Linked DNA regions of Mus musculus: all the other regions are linked to region 1. A link is a contact called in public HiChIP or PLAC-seq and promoter capture Hi-C data. All regions are on one chromosome and are shown on one strand. Each heading gives the region's core, a stretch centred on a gene start, on an enhancer-like site or on the middle of the called end of the contact. The rest is flanking DNA. Distances are from core to core; before and after follow the strand shown.

Evidence for each region. Promoter capture Hi-C pulls out the DNA fragments that hold promoters and counts their contacts. HiChIP or PLAC-seq counts read pairs in DNA pulled down with a chosen protein or histone mark. Capture Hi-C pulls out chosen DNA fragments and counts their contacts.
Region 2: a contact with region 1 is called in a promoter capture Hi-C map of hippocampal neurons, with 3 times the contacts expected there. The contact joins the enhancer-like site here to the promoter of Mt2 in region 1. A contact is called at or near these places in 5 of 39 promoter capture datasets (cranial neural crest, embryonic stem cells, hippocampal neurons and 2 more) and 3 of 115 datasets of contacts at active chromatin or transcription factors (astrocytes, embryonic forebrain and embryonic stem cells).
Region 3: a promoter capture Hi-C map of hippocampal neurons shows a contact between it and region 1, with 4 times the contacts expected there. The contact joins the enhancer-like site here to the promoter of Mt2 in region 1. A contact is called at or near these places in 9 of 39 promoter capture datasets (the 3T3-L1 cell line, the HPC-7 cell line, cranial neural crest and 5 more) and 4 of 115 datasets of contacts at active chromatin or transcription factors (embryonic forebrain and embryonic stem cells).
Region 4: a FOXA1 HiChIP or PLAC-seq map of pancreatic cancer cells shows a contact between it and region 1. The contact joins the promoter of Kifc3 here to the promoter of Mt2 in region 1. A contact is called at or near these places in 1 of 484 Hi-C or Micro-C datasets (liver) and 1 of 115 datasets of contacts at active chromatin or transcription factors (pancreatic cancer cells).
Region 5: a contact with region 1 is called in a promoter capture Hi-C map of liver. The contact joins the promoter of Ciapin1 here to the promoter of Mt2 in region 1. A contact is called at or near these places in 3 of 39 promoter capture datasets (liver and pre-B cells), 1 of 484 Hi-C or Micro-C datasets (the G1E-ER4 cell line) and 1 of 9 other capture datasets (liver).
Region 6: a contact with region 1 is called in a promoter capture Hi-C map of liver, with 2.7 times the contacts expected there. The contact joins the promoter of Ces1f here to the promoter of Mt2 in region 1. A contact is called at or near these places in 2 of 39 promoter capture datasets (3T3-L1-derived adipocytes and liver).

What each region holds. Positions count from the first base shown.
Region 1 is chr8:94,170,984-94,174,107 of GRCm38.p6, forward strand. Mt2 (metallothionein 2) reads left to right here and starts at 1,635. Exons shown (of 3, transcript NM_008630.2): 1 at 1,635-1,892; 2 at 2,144-2,209; 3 at 2,353-2,584. The coding sequence starts at 1,865. The coding sequence ends at 2,444. Gm39227 (a long non-coding RNA gene) reads right to left here and starts at 672. Exons shown (of 3, transcript XR_879107.2): 1 at 274-672.
Region 2 is chr8:93,568,285-93,571,164 of GRCm38.p6, forward strand. The region is part of intron 9 of Gm26843 (a long non-coding RNA gene); the gene reads right to left. Among named protein-coding and RNA genes, the nearest start is that of Ces5a, 34 kb to the left of the region's middle. Within about 2 kb of position 1,492, at least 115 of the 459 cell types and tissues checked have an H3K27ac peak or open chromatin away from gene starts, as enhancers often do. A contact at or near this core is called in astrocytes, embryonic forebrain, hippocampal neurons and 1 more, where this site is marked.
Region 3 is chr8:93,597,503-93,600,755 of GRCm38.p6, forward strand. All of the region lies in intron 8 of Gm26843 (a long non-coding RNA gene), which reads right to left. Among named protein-coding and RNA genes, the nearest start is that of Ces5a, 63 kb to the left of the region's middle. Within about 2 kb of position 1,524, at least 49 of the 459 cell types and tissues checked have an H3K27ac peak or open chromatin away from gene starts, as enhancers often do. A contact at or near this core is called in hippocampal neurons, where this site is marked.
Region 4 is chr8:95,141,136-95,144,028 of GRCm38.p6, forward strand. It overlaps Kifc3 (kinesin family member C3), which reads right to left and starts at 1,422. Exons shown (of 22, transcript NM_001372314.1): 1 at 1,297-1,422. All of the region lies in intron 1 of Gm31036 (a long non-coding RNA gene), which reads left to right.
Region 5 is chr8:94,836,866-94,839,716 of GRCm38.p6, forward strand. It overlaps Ciapin1 (cytokine induced apoptosis inhibitor 1), which reads right to left and starts at 1,475. Exons shown (of 9, transcript NM_134141.4): 1 at 1,387-1,475. Coq9 (coenzyme Q9) reads left to right here and starts at 1,548. Exons shown (of 9, transcript NM_026452.3): 1 at 1,548-1,632. The coding sequence starts at 1,557.
Region 6 is chr8:93,278,453-93,281,264 of GRCm38.p6, forward strand. Ces1f (carboxylesterase 1F) reads right to left here and starts at 1,284. Exons shown (of 14, transcript NM_144930.2): 1 at 1,197-1,284. The coding sequence starts at 1,248.

The DNA of each region.
Region 1 (3,124 bases), core at 385-2,884:
ATCATTCAAACTTGACTTCCTTTTTCATTGTTGCTTGTATTTTTTGTTTGTTTGAGACAGGGTCTCACCTTATAGCCAAAGCTGGACTGGAACTCACTATGTAGACTAGGCTGACCTTGAACTCACAGAAATTTACGTGCCTCTGCCTCTTGAGTGCTCTGATTAAAGGAACTGGCGGATACATCCAGTCTACGACGTACTTCCATTTTCAAAATCTAAGTCCTAGCGGGAAGTGAGAACTGGGCAGGAATAACCGTACCGTGGGTTAGTTACCTCCATGAATTTACGGGACTTGGCCAGCGGTGACTGCCAACAACATCCTGGCTTGAGGCTGGAGTTACAGCAAAGACTGCTCTGGGGTCAGTCTGGAAAGGGAGCACGGGAGCCCAGAAATCAATCCGGTTCAAGTTCATAGCCAGGGCAGCCACAGAAAGTGCCAGGAAGGGAAAGGACACGGTGTTTAATCACACAATCCATGGACAGCCGTGGGCATCCAGTAATGCCTGGAATGAGTCAAGAAGGCATTGCCCCAGTTTTCACTAAGAGCTGCGAGGACAGCCTGTCCTGTTACAACCCACCCACAGCCTCCGTTGAAAGTATCCGAGTCGGCCTGCCGGGAAGCTTCCGGCACCAGTTTCCTGGCTCTGCAGATGACACAGACATTCCAGCTATGACTTCCAGTCTGATTTCAGCAGACTTAAGCAAGTGGGGAAACACCATGTACCTCCAGGGGAAGAAATTTTGGCTGCCATCTCCACCCTTCCCCTCAGCATCCACCCGTGGGTGGAGGTGGGTCGGGTTACGTGGGGCTTTCCATCCGTGTGTTTCAGAACACCACCATCTGGCCCTTCCTACTTGGCAAACACCCTGGCAAAGGGCCCTGGTCCATATCCTCCCAGAATGGACTGCTTTCGTTCTCTTGAATTCCACCTCCAGCAAAGACCCCCACCATTTTTTCCTGTCACTCGCTGCCCTCCCCCCGCCCCCCAAGAGTAAGTCTTAGCACAAGGCTTGTGTCTATGGTCTCTAGTCTCTTGACAACTGGCTGGTGCCTTAGTGGATTCGAACCCTACACTCATCTTGGGCAAGTGACTATGTGACTGCGTCTCCGTTTCCACTTTTCTACGGTGAGAATAATGAACACTCCAACCAGCGTTTGTAAGGAAAAACGACAGCTCTTACGGTGCCCGCAGCACGTGACACGCAGGGGGGCAGGAGTACATCACCAACAGCAGTTAAGCCAGGGGTAGGGCTGGTTTTTGTAACCGGTTCACACTGCCAGCTAAGTTTTCCTGTACGCAGGGTCTCCAAGCCCCGCTTTCACCCAGGTTAGCACACAAGACATGCGCGGAAACTGTGTCCCCGTGGCGTGATCTGGGCGGCCAGAGGTCTCGTCGCTCAGCATCGCCTCTGCACCCGGCCCCTCGGGCCCCGGGGCACCGCAAAGGGCGCGCGCGGGAGCAAGCAGGTGTCCTGGAACCGGTTCCCACCGGATCGCAGACCCTTTGCGCTCAGCTCCTTTGCTCTCAGTCCCTGAGCCCAGAGAAAGGGGGTGTGACTCAGCGCGGGGGGTGGGGGGAGGGCGTGTGCAGGCTCTGTCCCACGAGCAAAAAGAGGGCCGCTTGCAGAATTCGGGTCGTGCGCAGGCCCAGGGGCGTGTGCTGGCCATATCCCTTGAGCCAGAAAAAGGGCGTGTGCAGGCGGCGGGGGCGCGTGCATGGTGCCTTCCACCCGGGCGGAGCTTTTGCGCTCGACCCAATACTCTCCGCTATAAAGGTCGCGCTCCGCGTGCTTCTCTCCATCACGCTCCTAGAACTCTTCAAACCGATCTCTCGTCGATCTTCAACCGCCGCCTCCACTCGCCATGGACCCCAACTGCTCCTGTGCCTCCGGTAAGGGGGACTGCTGACGGGATTTCTGGGAGAGCTAGACAGGCTTTTTGGCCCCTCCTTTAGTAATTACTTTAAGGGTACGACCGGCTACCCCTTCCGAATGAATTCTGAAGCACTCCTGCTCCTTTAAACTAGTCCTTGAGATAGTGGCTCGCCTACCCGGGTGATTTGCCTCACCTTCCTAGGAGAACAGCGTTCAGGTACTCCCGGGTCCCACTCAACCGCGCTCACTGACTGCCTTCTACTTTTAGATGGATCCTGCTCCTGCGCTGGCGCCTGCAAATGCAAACAATGCAAATGTACTTCCTGCAAGAAAAGTAAGTTGGATCTTCTCTGCCATTTCCCCGTCACTCTCCTGGGGTCCCTAGCCCGCCGCGCCGCGCCTTCCCTCCCGGGAGCGTTCAGGTGGTGTGCCTCTGACAAGGTTTCTCGCTCACGTTCAACTCTTCTCTCCCCACAGGCTGCTGCTCCTGCTGCCCCGTGGGCTGTGCGAAGTGCTCCCAGGGCTGCATCTGCAAAGAGGCTTCCGACAAGTGCAGCTGCTGTGCCTGAAGGGGGGCGGAGGGGTCCCCACATCTGTGTAAATAGACCATGTAGAAGCCTAGCCTTTTTTGTACAACCCTGACTCGTTCTCCACAACTTTTTCTATAAAGCATGTAACTGACAATAAAAGCCGTTGACTTGATTAATTCAGCTTGTCTCTGTGCATTGGTTAAGGGCTGGCAGAGGCGTTGAGATGGGACTGCAGCAGCTGAATTTGAGCTAGTCGGATTATATTTCTCTGGACTTTGACCGCCTAGAAAGTGGTCATGCAGAAGCATGCATTGGTCACAGAAATGGGCCATTCCTACTGGGCGTGTGTGTGTGTGTGTGTGTGTGTGTGTGTGTGTGTGTGTGTGTGTGTGTATTGGGGATTAAACCGAAAGCTTCCTGCTTACTAAACCCAGGTGCTCTAATGCGCCACATCCCTACCCCTAATTATTTTCGGTTTTTAGGCTTAAAGTATGAAATACCTGTAAATAAAAATGGGAGTGAGTCAGATATGACGTCTCCCACGAGTAATAACCCCAACACTTGAGAGCCTGAGGCAGAAGGACCACTAACTCTGAAGCCAGCTTGGTCTCAAATTTTGGTGACCTTTGGTTTTGAGGCCAGATCTTAACTGTGTAACCTAAGCTGTCCTTGAGCTTCTGCCTTAGACTTATAAATTCTGGGCTTACAGACTAAAATCC
Region 2 (2,880 bases), core at 242-2,741, 600 kb before region 1:
AGAGCACTGGGGTAGAACAGAGAGCAGCTATCGGTTTCTCAAGGAAAGTGAAAGGCATCACGGGTATCCTGTGGACCCACTAACCTCTATGTTGGCTGCACTGATCACCTGGAGGTCAGGAAATATGGATTCTGTTATGTCTTCTAGTTTCTGAGCAAGCTGATTGTTTCTATGAGCTCTGTGTCACCATACTAAAAATCGAAGGACTCTATAGGCTGGGAGATTCCTAAGGGTGTGACTTTGGGCTACTGGCATTCACTCTGCCCATAGCATACAGAAGACTAGAAGTTGCAGGGTACAGATACTCCCAGGAACTGATGAGTGGTAGGGTAGGATTGCTTCAGTTTCCTCTCTCACCCCTTAGGCAGCAATTAGAGCCAGGTGCTTCCCTATTCCCAGAGATTCCCTATAGAACACACCTCTGCCCATCCATTGTGGTACCTACCTGATAACCCACCAGTGCTCAGACCCCTCACAAAACACACTTTCCCTTCATCCTACATGGGTTGAGAGAGTTGAACTAAGTCCAGCACAGCCCAGGTTCCTGCCATCTTCTTGCTCTGCCATCTCATCCGTGTCCCTAGCACTGCCTTCCACTTTGTTTCGTCAATGGGTGTCCCAGGCAGAGCTATGCCCTGGGTTACAAGAAACTCTAAGAGAAGCAATTTCCTGAAAGTGCATGAGATAGCAGGGGTACCCTTCTCATTTCTTCAGCTGTCTTTGGTGGGAATTTTGTTACACGGAAGGCTGGAGTCATGCCCAGGTTCAAGTATGTTAATAAGACAGAGGATAAGTGGTTACAGAAAGCTTACCTTCTCTGCTTTGACATTTATTGATATCTACCTATTTTCTGTGTTGCAGTACACACTTAAATCAAAGTACTATTTTCTGAATTCTCAAAGAACGATAAGAACAAGTCTGTCTTTCACAAAAGAGACTGTGTCTCTGAGGCGTCCCTGAACTCACTCACAAGCCATAAGAGGCAGAGGGAAGATCCAATGCCAAGTCCTAGTGACAGATACCTGTACTGTGATTGTTTTGCCTTCCTTTATATGATTGTGTTCTACATGGTTTGACACCCTAACTTTGGATAGGAGACAACTAGAGTCCAGAGAAAGGCAGACAACTCAGACAGAGAAATATAAACCAAGTTGGGCGAGAGCCCAGGAACCCCAGCCATCTGCCTCCTGCTTCATTCCAGGGTTCCTGCTCTAGACTGACCGTTTGCCAATAGCCCATGTCCAGCTCAGGCCCATCCCTGCTGTGCTGTGGCTGTGCTATATCTGCTCAGTGAGTGCAACAGCACCTGACCTTTCTAAATAAAAGCCCTACCCACCAAAAAGACATCAGTACCCACTGTCTTTGTTGCCTGGACAACAAAAAGACATTGGTTCCCACTGTCCTTGTTGCCTGGGCAGTCCCCTCTGGGCTCAGCTCAGGAACTTTGAACTGAATTGAATTGTACTCTCCCAGGTTAGGAGTGTTTATTCTCTTGGGCCCGACTGTTGTCACATAAGAACTAAACAGTGCAGCAGGACTGAGCCACTAGAGTCCCCAGATCCTCCCCTTGCTGTCGTCAGTGTCAGTTGCTTAGCAACTGCCTTTGGCAGATGGTGGTAGAGAGAGCATGCCAATCTCTCACAGGGCTAAAAATACATTCCAACAACGACTACAACGACGACAACAGGTCTATTTTAAAAGATACAAGGCGCTCCCAACGTCCTCCCTTGTCTGCGAGGAACCGCAGTATACCAGTCCCTCCAGGCTTCTGGTTCCATCTGACAGTGTGGAAGGGGGCGTTCAAGGAAAACAACAACGACAACAAAAAGCAAAATGAAATAAACAAAACTGAAAGGCCAAGCACAAAAGGGGTGCTCAGAACACTGTCATGGGATAGGAGAGATGGGAGGAAGAAAGGAGAGAAGAAATAGCAGAGTGGGAAGAAATATCTAGGAGCCAGCAGCGAGCCTCATTCAGCTCTATTTTTAACCTATTCAAGAGGGTGGGGTTAAGGAAGCAAGATCATAAACCAGAGAAACTTAGCTACGGGGGAGACACAGTTTCACAGCAGAGGAAGCAGAGGTGCTAAGCATGAAGATGAGGAACTGGCTCATAGCCCATGCTCATGGGGTGCAGTCTCTGGAGACAGGAGACCTCCAGCTCCTAACCAGCCTAACTGTTTAACCACCATCAGTGCAGAAGCCAGTCCTTCTGAGCATGTGCATAGCATTTACTTATTAACTGTTCGTCTATACATTTATGCATGGAGCCCTCTTTTATACACTCACTCGCACACTCATATCTGTAGTCACCCATTGATATACTAATTATACACACACACACACACATACACACACACACACACACACATACACATATACTAGTTACTCGCTTACACACTCATGTCCGTGGCCATTCATTTGTACACGTTCATGGTATGTGTATAATGCCTGTGGCCATTCATACATTACATACATGCATGTGATTCTTTATACACTCATATATACATTCATGCTCATAACCATTCTATTCATACATTTGCTTGTATAAGCACTCACGCGTGTGACCACTTATTCATGCAGCAATTATTTATTAAGTCCCTGCTGCCCTATTGTCCCTACCCTGGAGACACGGTAAGGGACAACTACACATGATCCTCCTGTTTCTTGTGGCCTCCCAGGTAAGATAGGCACTGGGCAGTTAAGCACTGGGGTACCTCTTGCTACCTCCTTTAGTGGCATGCCCATATCTGAGTCTACAGTCTCTCCAGCCACAGGCCATTGCTTAATTGAGACTGAAGATAAAAATAGGAGCTTTGGCTACATTTGACCTTCCAGTGTGAGTAAAAATATTAAAATATATTCCAGTACCATATCACCT
Region 3 (3,253 bases), core at 274-2,773, 570 kb before region 1:
TTTAGGAGTAAACATATAAAATCCCTACATAAAACATCAGAAAATCAAAACCAGTAGTTTATTAGAGCCAGGATGTAAGGCGAATACAAAATTAAAAAACAATCCAGGTGACTCAATAGACTAAAATCATCTCAGCGAATGATTTTAACACGCTGAAATTTGATAAACTTTTAATACTTTTTTTTTTATTGAAACAACAAACGACGCTTGTTTGCCCTGGACTCACAGCACAGGTGATAGCTGGAGACAGGATCAGAGCAGATGCTCAGAAGCACTGCTACTTATTAATGTTGTACTCAAAGCTTGCTCAGTGACAGACAAGAGAAGGAAATAAGAAATTCAACACTCAACAGAAAGAGACAAAGCTGTTGATATTTGCAATCAGTATAATGACCTACATCAAAAACATACAAGCGCCAAGATATTCATGTAATTAAACATGAATTCATCAAAAGAAGTGTGTGTGAAATTAGCAAACAACATTAATAGTTTCCGTGTAACACGGAGATAACTAATTAGAACACGTATTGTTATAATTTTTTAACAACAACAACAACAAAATAAAACAAAACTGAAAAATATACCAGATGTGAGTTTAATAAGAAATGTCAGCAGGAAAAAAAGGTGGACTACTTTAAGATGTGAAAGAAAACACAGAGTGAAGCCTAGGATTTGAACCCAGAGCTTTGTACACAAAGTGCTCTACCACGGAGCTCCGTCCTCAGCTAAGATACTATCCTAAGTCCTATTTCTCTTACAGTGTGCCAGCTTACATAATCAATGCTGAAAGCAAAAGCCCACCTTTGAGCCAATCCACTACGATCTACAGATCTGGTACTTCATCAGCAGTTGAAGAAGTTGAGAAAATGTCTTTTCAAAAAACCAAGATGAGGCTTTGCATGGGGAGCAGAAAGAGAGGCTGAGGTAAGTAAAAGACAAAGGTTGCAGTCTTGGAAAAGTTTCTCCTTGCTGGCCCTGACCAAGGTGACACCCAGAAGTGGGAGATGAGGCTCCCCCCCCAACCCCACGCATGCCCCACAAAACCTCTGTGGCCAAACAGATGGTGCAGCACATTTTTTAAACTGCTTTTAACACAGTAACTGTTCTTTGCTGCTTGCTCTTTATGCCTTTAGTCAAAAGTCTCACCAGCTGTCACCATCAAGGAAAATGTCAGGGGCTGTGTCTGCCTATGCCTGTGCTCAACGCAGGGGGGACAGGGAACCAGGAGCCTCACCTCGCTGTAGGCACAGCTGGTAAGGTGGTAAAAGACGTGGGATCCTCACAGAATGAATGTAAATAAGTACGTGGCAAATCCTTCCCCACCTTTCCAGGGACTAAATGTATCTCCTTCCTATTCCCGTTCTTCCCTGGCACATCTCACTGAGGCCAGTGTTAGTATTCCCACTCCGTAGAAACAACAGTGGCGAGGCCTGGCAAAGAGCCCCGCAATCGACCCTCGTGTGATCCTTTCCTAATCTGGACCTCACTGTCACAATGAAGCTGGCCAGATGTCCTCTGAAGGCGCTCTGAGCAGGGCTCTGGATTCTTGCCTGATGTCAGCAAAGTATTCCTGAGCCCTCTCTGACCACCACAAGGACAGCCTACTAAATCCCAAGAAATCCAAGCCTCGGGACTGCAAGAGGCTGCCAAACTCCTGCCCCTTGTTTCTTCCACACCCATCACTAGCATGTTGAAATGGCTACCAGACAGGGAAAAGAAAAGAATCTCGATTAATAATTTGCTGAACCAAATCCCCACAGCCTTTCAAATTACACAGACTGATGGAGAATTTGGGAGATGTGTTTAAAATTTCCCGTTTAACCATGTAATTGTTTTTACTCCCAGTTATCTTCTCTTGGAAACGTATGCTTGACTTACTGAATAAATCTTTCTCCCCATTTGAAATCATCCATTAGCAGTAAGCAACTGACACTCCATTGCGCACAATGAATTTCATTGCCGCTAAGTTGCCACGTGCTATGTGGTGGAGAAGAGGCACTGCCGGCAAGATCTCTCCATGTCAGGGGCAGGCTCGGAGCTCAGCCCGGAAACCTGCTTCCAATCTGCTAATCTCTGCTCATTATGCTAGCTCTGGATTCTTCCAGCATCGAGGTGGCCATTCTGGAGGGCTGATCTGAAGAGACAGTCTCTAAAGATGTTTCTTTCTTTCTTTTTTTTTTTTTTTTTTTTTTTTTTTTTTTTTTTTTTTTCTGTTCCAGGGATTGAACTGGGTTCCGGGCAATAGCTGCGTCTGGCTACCTACCTTTGGACCAACATACACAGTAAACCTAGCAAGAACTGGGCTTGCCCTTGGGCTTGATGCGAAGCCTCAGTGAGCCTGCTGCCTTGACACAGACATCCGGTCTTCTTGAGCATCACATATGCGGCATTGTCAATAGAGAAAAGTCAAATGTGTTTACTTCTTTCTGCACTGCTGCCAGCTGGCCGCACTCTCGGGGGACACTGATGCTGAGCTTACAAACAGTGACTTCTCTTGAGCTTACTGTCAACAAGTGGCTCCAGCATGGGGAGGAGGGACTGAATCATTGCCCCTGGGGACCTCCGAATCAGAGCTGAAAGACCTCAGCAGCAGCAGCCAGACTCTAGGATTTCTCAGGCTGCTGCCCTTGCATCATGTATGAAGCCTTCCGAACACATTCACGCCCCTTCACATGATGGGAAATGCTGACTTTTCAATCACACATTTAAACAGATCAGAGAACCTGGAAGGAGCATTTAAGTCTCTTCACACCTAGTCCAATTATAGTATTATTTACGCTCATTGTCTTCATCACTTGGAGACGGAAGCTTGAATTACTGAGTAAATCCAAAGCTGTAAGCTGGCCCTGCCCTTCTGACTCTCCAAGGATCACACAGCCATTGCTGGGGTATCCTTAGTTCTGAGAACAGTCATGTGGCTGGCTTGCTGGCTATCAACACTGCCTATAAGGGAAACAGAGGTTAATGGAATTAGAGCTAGATGAACTACTATAAATTTAAGTTTATTCCATAGATGTGATCTACCAAACGTGCCAACTTAGCCACACAGGCCACTCCAAAATATTTTTGATTTCCTTTGTCTGACACCATGATAAGAAAATACCATCATTGACTTGAAAAAAGGTCGGAAATGAAAAAGGCTATTTTTTGGTTTTGTTTTTTGTTTTTGTTTTTGTTTTTACTAAGTATATATCACTTTTTGCACCATCAAAAGGTCAAAGCCATATGTCCAATCCAGAAGTCAGGGATCAAT
Region 4 (2,893 bases), core at 172-2,671, 970 kb after region 1:
GGGCCCAAGATGCTGCTATCTCTTGGTAAACTGTCCCATTGGTGGGTGAATGCGGAAGCTGTTTGGGGGAGGGGCATGTGCTTCTCTGGGTTTAGCTAAGGATGGTAGATCTGCCTTCCTCCTGTCTTAAACCAGAGACAGGGCAAAGACTCACTCTCTCTCTCTCTCTCTCTCTCTCTCTCTCTCTCTGTGTGTGTGTGTGTGTGTGTGTGTGTGTGTGTGTGTGTAGACCTCATAGTCACCTATACACCACTGCAGGGGATAGCTTAGTTCTCCTGGGTGAGCATTTGGGGGAGGGGGCATGGCTAGACTGGGTTAGGGTATCCCTGGCACACACATGTTCTGGTGCATCCAGATTTCAAATTTTCTGCTCTCTGGTACCCATACAGACAGCAGAACTTACCATCCCCAAACCCTGAAGTCCAACCACTCCAATACACAAAACCATTCTGGGACTGCATTCCTAGCAAATGACTCTCTCTAGCCAAGGAGACTGCCCCTTTATGAAGGGCATGGGGAATAAGTCCTACCAGACTAGGAAGGGCATTTACCCAGTCTGGGGCAGAAGGACACTAAGGAAGGTGAAGCTAGGGGTAGTCCCAAGGCCCAAGCTTGAGAAATGCATTAAAGTGTGTGTGTATGTTTTGGAAGGGTGACAAATACTACTTAAGAATTTAAATCCAGCTTCCTCTTTAAAATGTCTCAGGACCCGGCCTTTCACTGTGTCAGCCAGAGTTCTCCTGTTACTTGCAGTGGAAAGGCTGAGGGGACAGACAGCTTCTGGGCTCCCCTCCCTGCAGGGATTCCTCAGCCGCAGCTGTCAATGACTTGATCCCTCTCAGCTTGAGAGGGTATTTCTGAGGCCCTCCCTCCTAACCTAGGGGCTGCCGCACCCCACCTCGGGCCTTGCCCGGGGGATGGGGGAGAACTACTCGGGGGACACAGAGGGAGGGCCCAAACAGTAGCCTTCCTGGAAGCGACCCTTGCAGGGGGAGGGGGTTCACTGGTTGACCCGCAGCTCCCAGGTAGGCACTGCACATTCCCCCTCCAAGGAGTCGGTCTTGGTGGCGCTACCCCAGAGGCTGTGCCACCCTCACGCCCAGGTCTCTGCAAGATCCTCCGGTTGGACCAATACAGTGGGAGCCCCGCGCTCAGCCGGGTCTCTTGGGGCCTGATCGCAACACCCACCGGGTCGGGGAAAGAGGGGGTCCTCAGGCAGGGCGGGCGCGGCGCCCAGCAGGAGCGCCGGGAGGAGCCCGTCCCATTCCACCCCCAGCCTGCCGGGACCCGACTCACCGGCCTAGCGGAGACAGGATCCCAGCGCCGCCACCGCAGCGCCCCGGGCTCGGCCCGCTCCGGCCGGCTCCGGCCCGCCCGCCCGCGCGAGGCAGCTCCACGCCGCCGCCGCTGCCTCCTTGGCCCGCCCCGTGCCCGCCCCTCCCGCACTTTCCACAGGAAATGATTAACTCAGGCCGCGGCGCGTTCCCATGGTAACGGGCTCGGGAGGGGGGCACGCGCACTCTCGCGCACGCGCCCACCCCAGGCGCATGCCTCCCCTCTTATCCTACCCATCCACCCGACACAGGCTGGTACACCCTTGTGCGCACACCCACTGGTGCACGAGCCCAGGCGCACCTTGCCTGCCCCTTCCGAGCTGGCTCACACCCTCCACTGCACACCGCGTACCTGCACACTCGCCCTCACCCATTACTCCTACCCAGGAGTTAACGTTAACACTCACCCTCAAAACGGTTTGTACTCCACCCCAAACCCAGGTGCAGAAGTTTCACGCACGCCAGCTAGGATCCACACACAACTGGCACACACACACACACAGACTCACATCTTAATACATTTCCTCACACAAGCTCTTGCACGCGAGATCGAGCACACGCATACCACACGTTCACCTGCTCTGTTACACAGGCGTGCACCCTCTCTCTGTGCCCAGCCTGGCATCCTGCCTTGCCAGCTGCACCCCTGCACCCCCAACCAATAAATATTTTCTTGAGCAGCAGGCTTGGGGTTTGTTAAGGTAACGCATTCCCTTAAGCTCCGGCAAAACAGCTCCACCGTCTGTCTTTAAAAGCTCCTTCCTGGGGCGTCTAGGAGCCACTGAAGAGGCCTGGGGGAGAGAAGGCTCAGGCAGCCAAGAGAGACTGCTGACCCAAAGGAGCCACTCTGTTCTTTGTCTCCCAAACAGAGAGGCATTTATTCCAGCCCCAGTATGCCCACTCCGGAGTGCGGAAGGAGAATGTGCCACAGGAGCCTGTCCCGCAGAGGCTGATGGTCCCCAGATAACCTGAGGAGGGTGAGGGTCTACCCCTTCAGGCTTGCCAGAAATGGCCTAGGAGAGACCTAGGGAGGGCCTTGCTGCCTCCTCTGGGCCTGCTTCCCGCTTCCGCTGCTGAGCCACGTGTCAAGAATCTGGAGCAAAAACAGAGACAAGGACTTAGGCCCCACAGGGTGCCTGGTGCCAGGCCAGGCCTGGCCAGTAGGCCCCCAGCTGGAAGCAAGCACTGTCTCATCTATTGAAGGCTCTATTCGAGGGGAAGGGGTGTGTCCTGCATTTAAGTTTGCATATAAAAGGAGAAACCTTGTCTTCCTTAAGGATTGGGACACTGACATAAACTTCAGTTTCCTTCTAGCAAAGCCAAAGTCAGGTTTTGTTTTGTTTTGTTTTAACTAATAAAAACATTTATTGTTCTCTTTTCTCCAATTAGAAAAGTAATGGATGTTCCTTGTGACTGTGATCCCACCCACTGGGTGTAAGTGCTGCCAACACTTCATTTAGGACAGCCCTTTTCCCTTGTGCACATAATAGACACCATTTATTCCTGGTGAGTATAGTGTCTGGCACTGTGCTCTGTAACAGCAAGGTCCCGTTCCACAC
Region 5 (2,851 bases), core at 225-2,724, 670 kb after region 1:
GAGTAACTTCTGGAGGTGGGTTTATTTATCTTTAAGGCACCTAAGAACCATAATCTTAGGCTTGGGTCCCATTTAAGGTGGCAGAGAGGCTGGGGGTGACTCAGTGGTAGCAGGTCCAGCTGATTAGGGATAGGGTCACAGTTCAGTGGTATGTGCTTAACCTAGCATGACCTGGGTCCACTCTTCAATACCACAAAGCGAAACAAACACCAACCAATAGCCAAGAATGTCGGAGCCTTCGTGTAACCCTAGCTCTCTCGGGAGACTGGTGAAGGAGTTCTGAGGACAGTTTACGCTCCTCGGTGAAACTCTTCTCTCAAAAGCCATTCATTATCAGGGCTCTGGGAAGGGCGAGGCTGTGCTTTGCAAGCATAAGGAGTTTGAGCCCCAGAACCCACATAGAAAACCTTGGGTGTGGGCTACCAAGATGATTCAGTGGGTTAGGGGTGCTTGCTACAAAGCCTGACAACCTGAGTTTAACCCTCAGAACTCAAAGTGGAAGCAGACACTCCTCCCCAACACACACAGAATCTTTATATATGTGTGTATACATGCATACACATACATATATATACATACACATATATGTGTACATACATATAAGTATATATGTATGTGTGTGTATATATATTTCAAAAGCTCGTGTGGCAAAGTTTGTTATCCAGCCTTAACTGGTACGCTTCAGGCCAACTAGAGGCCCTGTCACAAAGAAGGTGGCCACAGTTTGATGAAACACCAAGTTGTCCTCTGGCCTCCACACACATGCGTATGCACCTATACATACATGTTCCCCCACCCCATGACCATGACACTAAACATACACCGTTTACTTCTAGCAAACATCAAGACTTCCCTGGTAGAGCAAGCGAGGCAGTCCGCTCTACTCTGAAGACCCGCAGCTTGGACTCAGGCACCGAGAAGCGAACTTCTCCCGACCTTGCAAATGGCTAGTGATCGCTAGGGACCACACCCCGGCACAGGGGCAACTCTCCAGGACAAAAGCCTGGGTGGCTCCTTCTATAAACAAGCATCCTAGGACATAAATGCCGGGCTCGAATGGACAACCTGTGGCTCCAGGTTCTCCCCACCTTTGGTGCTTTCCGCCAAGTGCCCTGGAGGAGACTCAAGGTCACCACCGATGGCTAGGAGTAAACTGACGGTCCCGATGCCAGCTCCGGGTTTCCACGCGGAAAAAGGCGGCGGACGAGCCCCGGCGTCCAGCACGCCGCGTGCAGGGCCCCGGCCGCCGCGGCCCCTCACCCCGGCTTCCCCAAGGGGTGACAATGACGGCGCCAGAAGCCGAAGCGAGAGCACGGGAGACCAGAGTGGCCCCTAGGAGGGCCGTTAAGCCCGCTCAGATGCTCGAGCGACCCCGAGCGTCCTCACCTTCCTCGTAGCCTGAAAACCCGCTCCGCGGACGCCGGCTTCTCGTCCTGGTCTCTCGCGAGAAGACGCCGCACAACACCTGAGTCCTAGTGAGCGGACGCGGCCCCACTGACGCGTGACGCTGCCCGGCGCGTCGCCGCCCTCAGCGTGCGTGCGTGCCCACTTCCAAGATGGCGGCGACAGCAGCCGTGTCTGGTGTCCTCGGCCGCTTGGGCTGGAGGCTCCTGCAGCTGCGGTGCCTGCCCGGTGAGGTGACAGCCAGCCGAGCCGGGGCGCGAGGGGGAAAAACGGGAAGAAGGCGCAGGGCGGATCTGGGCTTGGCGTGGGATGATAGAGGCTCTGGTCGGGGCTAGCAAGGTAAAGGGCATCGGCGTGGAGCCGCTGGAGTCGCGAGCTGGAAAAAGCCACTTAAGGGTTTCAGTCGCCGGACTTTGAGCTGTGAGGGGGCAAAAGCCGCGGGGCAGTCCTGTCACCCCGGTTCCCCAGAGGTAATGGAGCTTCAGAGAGGGCTCGGTGTGCCCAAGGTCACAGAGCTCGTCCGTTCCAAAGCGTTCTCCGTCGCCGTAGGCGCTGTGCCAGCCTCGCTGGAGAAACCGACCGAACAGCCACAGAGTCAGTTATTGCCACACCACGTCACTAAGCTGGTGACATTCGTCATTTGCTGCCATATGCCCCGTATTTTTATCTCCACAGTAATAGTAGACATTTACTTTTAGAAACTTTGTACATTGTCATTAAGTGGAAAAGCAAAAATCGCTGTCCGTATATAGAATCTTTCTGCACTGACACAGTGACAAAAAATATGCAACTAAAATCTCCATGAACCGCAGAGATCTCGCAACCATACTTTGGGGGCTCCTCACTTCAAATTTTCTGGGCCTATAGCAAATGCTGATGTTGTTAAGCATGCTGTTCTGTGTTTCTTTCCTTATTATTTTCAATGACTTCCTTTGTGGCATTTTTAGCTAGAGTTTCAGACGAAATATGTTTAACAAAAATAATGCAATGTGAGCCAACAAATCCAGTCATAGGGTATTTACCCATGAAATTGTGTCCACAAAAAGTTCAACTGTATTCCCGACAACTTTATATTAGGTGGGCCCTTAAAGCCCAAACATTCATCTTTTTTTCAATGTTATGCAAGCAGTTTACAACAGGTATCTCCGAAGTAACCGTCCCCTTTCTGAAGTATTTGAGATAAAGTCTCACTCTATATTTCTGGCTGACCTGGAACTCACTGTAATATAGACCAGACTGACCTGGAACTTAGAGAGATTGGCCTGGTCCTGCCTCCTGAGTGTTTTCTTTCTTTTTTTTTTTTTTTTAATCAGAGTTTACTTTTTTTTTTTTTTTTTTTTTTGGTTTATTTATTTATTATATGTAAGTACACTGTAGCTGTCTTCAGACGCACCAGAAGAGGGCATCAGATCTCTGTTACAGGTGGTTGTGAGCCACCATGTGGTTG
Region 6 (2,812 bases), core at 34-2,533, 890 kb before region 1:
TGTAATGCCTACTGTATACCAGAGGTACATCCCAGTTTCTTGAATTCATAACAATATCGTCTTTCTAGGTAACTATTGGTGTGTCTATTTAACTTGGAAGAATCAATCCTGTGTGGAGTTCCTAAAAATGGAGAGTATGCCGTTGCCAGGGTAACCAGCAGCAAAGGCATGTTCTGCTTCAAATCTGGGTCCTTCAGTTCCAGGCCTCTCTCAACGTCACCTGTCCACACAGGGTGAGGCATTTAAGGGATTGATTGCTGAGTACTGGCTCTGTATTTAAGTGCTAGAGACAGCCCTGGACATGATTTGCCAGATAAACTTGGAAGAACATACCAGTTTTTACAGGCCACCTATTAATGGCACAGATATACATTGAAATCAATGCTATAACCACATATTTACCATGAATTTAACTCATGTATCTGATGTTTAGGAGGCTATCATGACTCTTGGGAACTGTCTCTCTCAGAGTCTATCAATTTCAGAGGCATGACCCTAACTAAACATCTCCTTTATGATAGCATGGACTACTGTCTGCCTGTCCATCTGCCCTCATTACCCTGAACCTGGTACCAGACACTTGAGATGTGCACTGTTCCCTAAAGTTCCTTGAAATGCTAACAAAAGAGGCATTTGCTACAGGCTCCCCAGCCTGAGCCTCCTCACTGACCTGGCACGTCCTGTCCCCCCTACCTTAGTACTATGACTTTCTTCTTGGGGAAAATGAACAACAAAGTGGTTTTTCAATGACTATTTGGTCCTGATGTGCTAGCTTGACCATACTGTGTATTTTCTATTAGTACATCCTATATTTATGTATTATGTATTAATAATGGAGGACCCACTACATGTAAAGGCATGAAGGGGCATCCTATTGCAAGTGTACCTAAAAAGCTTTAGAAATGAAACCAACTAATCCTCTATAGTCCAGTGAAGTAAGGGAACCAACCTGTCTTGATTCCTCTTGTGCTGGAGTTGGCTCTTCGTCCTCTGTACCTAAGTGTGCTGCAGGGACTCAGGGATTTTAGTGTCTCTTGATCTCAGAGTGTCCTGCACCATGGTGTAGGCCACTTAGAGGCAAATCCAAGTCTGGAGAGTGAGTTCTCCTGCAGAACTAAATCTGTCTTGTCTGTGCTCTATGCACAACCCTGCTACTCTTTGTGTCCCCCACAAATTTGTATTTCAAAAGTACTCACCGCAAATCACACAGGTTGCTAGAGACACCAGGAACAGAGTGCTAAGGAACATCTTGCATGGACAGGCTCCCAAGTCAATGGACCTTCTAACTCTGATCCACAAGGAAGGGGTGTGTAAGGTCCTGCCCACATCCTGGGAACCTCCCAGGAGTCCTGCCCACAGAGCCCAATTACACAATACAGAACTACACACACACACACACACACACACACACACACACACACACACACACAAACACCTCTTTCTCTTCCTTAGCCACAGCTCTTCCAAGTTTACCCTGCTTTATCTGAACACTCATGCACCCAGCATTAGCTGTCTTATATATAAACAATTAGTATGAAACTCTCAGATGACAGATCAACAGCTTCTTTTAAAAAAAAAAACTTTTTATTAGATATTTTCTTCATTTACATTTCAAATGCTATTCCAAAAGTCCCCTATACTCTCCCCCCACCCTGCTCCCCTACCCACTCCCTCCCACTTCTTTCATAAATATTTTTCCTTGTAACACTCTCGCTTCAGAGTGCCAGGAGATCTCAAAGTCAAGCAAATACCTCCAGGCAGTGAAAAGCTTTAGTGAGGTGGGGGGATTCTTATAACAGGCTGAAATTTTTTAGAGAAATTCACAGCTCCACAGCTGTTCACCAGGGAGATCAGGGCACATGTCTCTGCCTCCCTTTTCTAGCATTTTGGACTCTTGTGTTTGGTAACAACGTTAAGCTTCAACTACCCTCCTTGGAGAAGTTTAGATTATTTGTATAGTCATCTTGCCAAGTGGCCCTATCTTGGGCCACATGCAACCAAGTTTGGGAACTCACTCAGTTCAGGGCAGAACTTTAGGTATAGATCTTTCTTATAATAATTCAACTCCATTTCAAAATCCTTGGCTTTTACCACCTACCTGCCCATTGATCCAGGAATACTTTGAATATTAACCAGAACAGATGTGAGGTCAGGAAGAGTCTGGCATATGTGTCCAAGCTGCAAACCATGGGGCTACGGTATAAGCATGCACTTGGGAGAGGGTCTTTCACAAGGTGCTATTGAAGGAAGCTGCTGAGATCCCCTTCCTAGGACCATCAAATGCCTTAGGACAGTGCTTTGGTTGAATACAGTCTGGTACAGCTGGCTAAGCAAATGCCATAGCTCCACTCAAAGTAGCTGTGGGCATCACTGTGTGATCAGGAAATAGAGAGGATCAGCTCAGGAGAGGAAAACACAAGTTATAGATTATCACTTAGTTTAAAGACTTAGTTTCTCTGATAGCTAGGCAGAGAGTTCCAGTCCTACTAACATACCTACAATAATTAAAACCATGAGCAGTAAAAAACTATCTGTACAAAGAGCATTTATTTCTAATATTTTAAGGGGCAGAAACAGCCCAAATAAATGTTCATGAACTGAACAATAAATAAATTGGTCACCTGTGTCCCTCACTGAATATTGTTTGTAAGAGCAGGTGCTGCCATAACTTGAAATTATGAAAAATAAAAGAAGCCAGTCATGAAGCTAATAGGCTTTAGGCTTCCAGTTGCGTGAAGGTTCCAGAACATAAAGATGAACAATGAGGGCTGGTTGCTGAGGGAAAGGAGATGAAGGGGCAATGGAGAGCTGC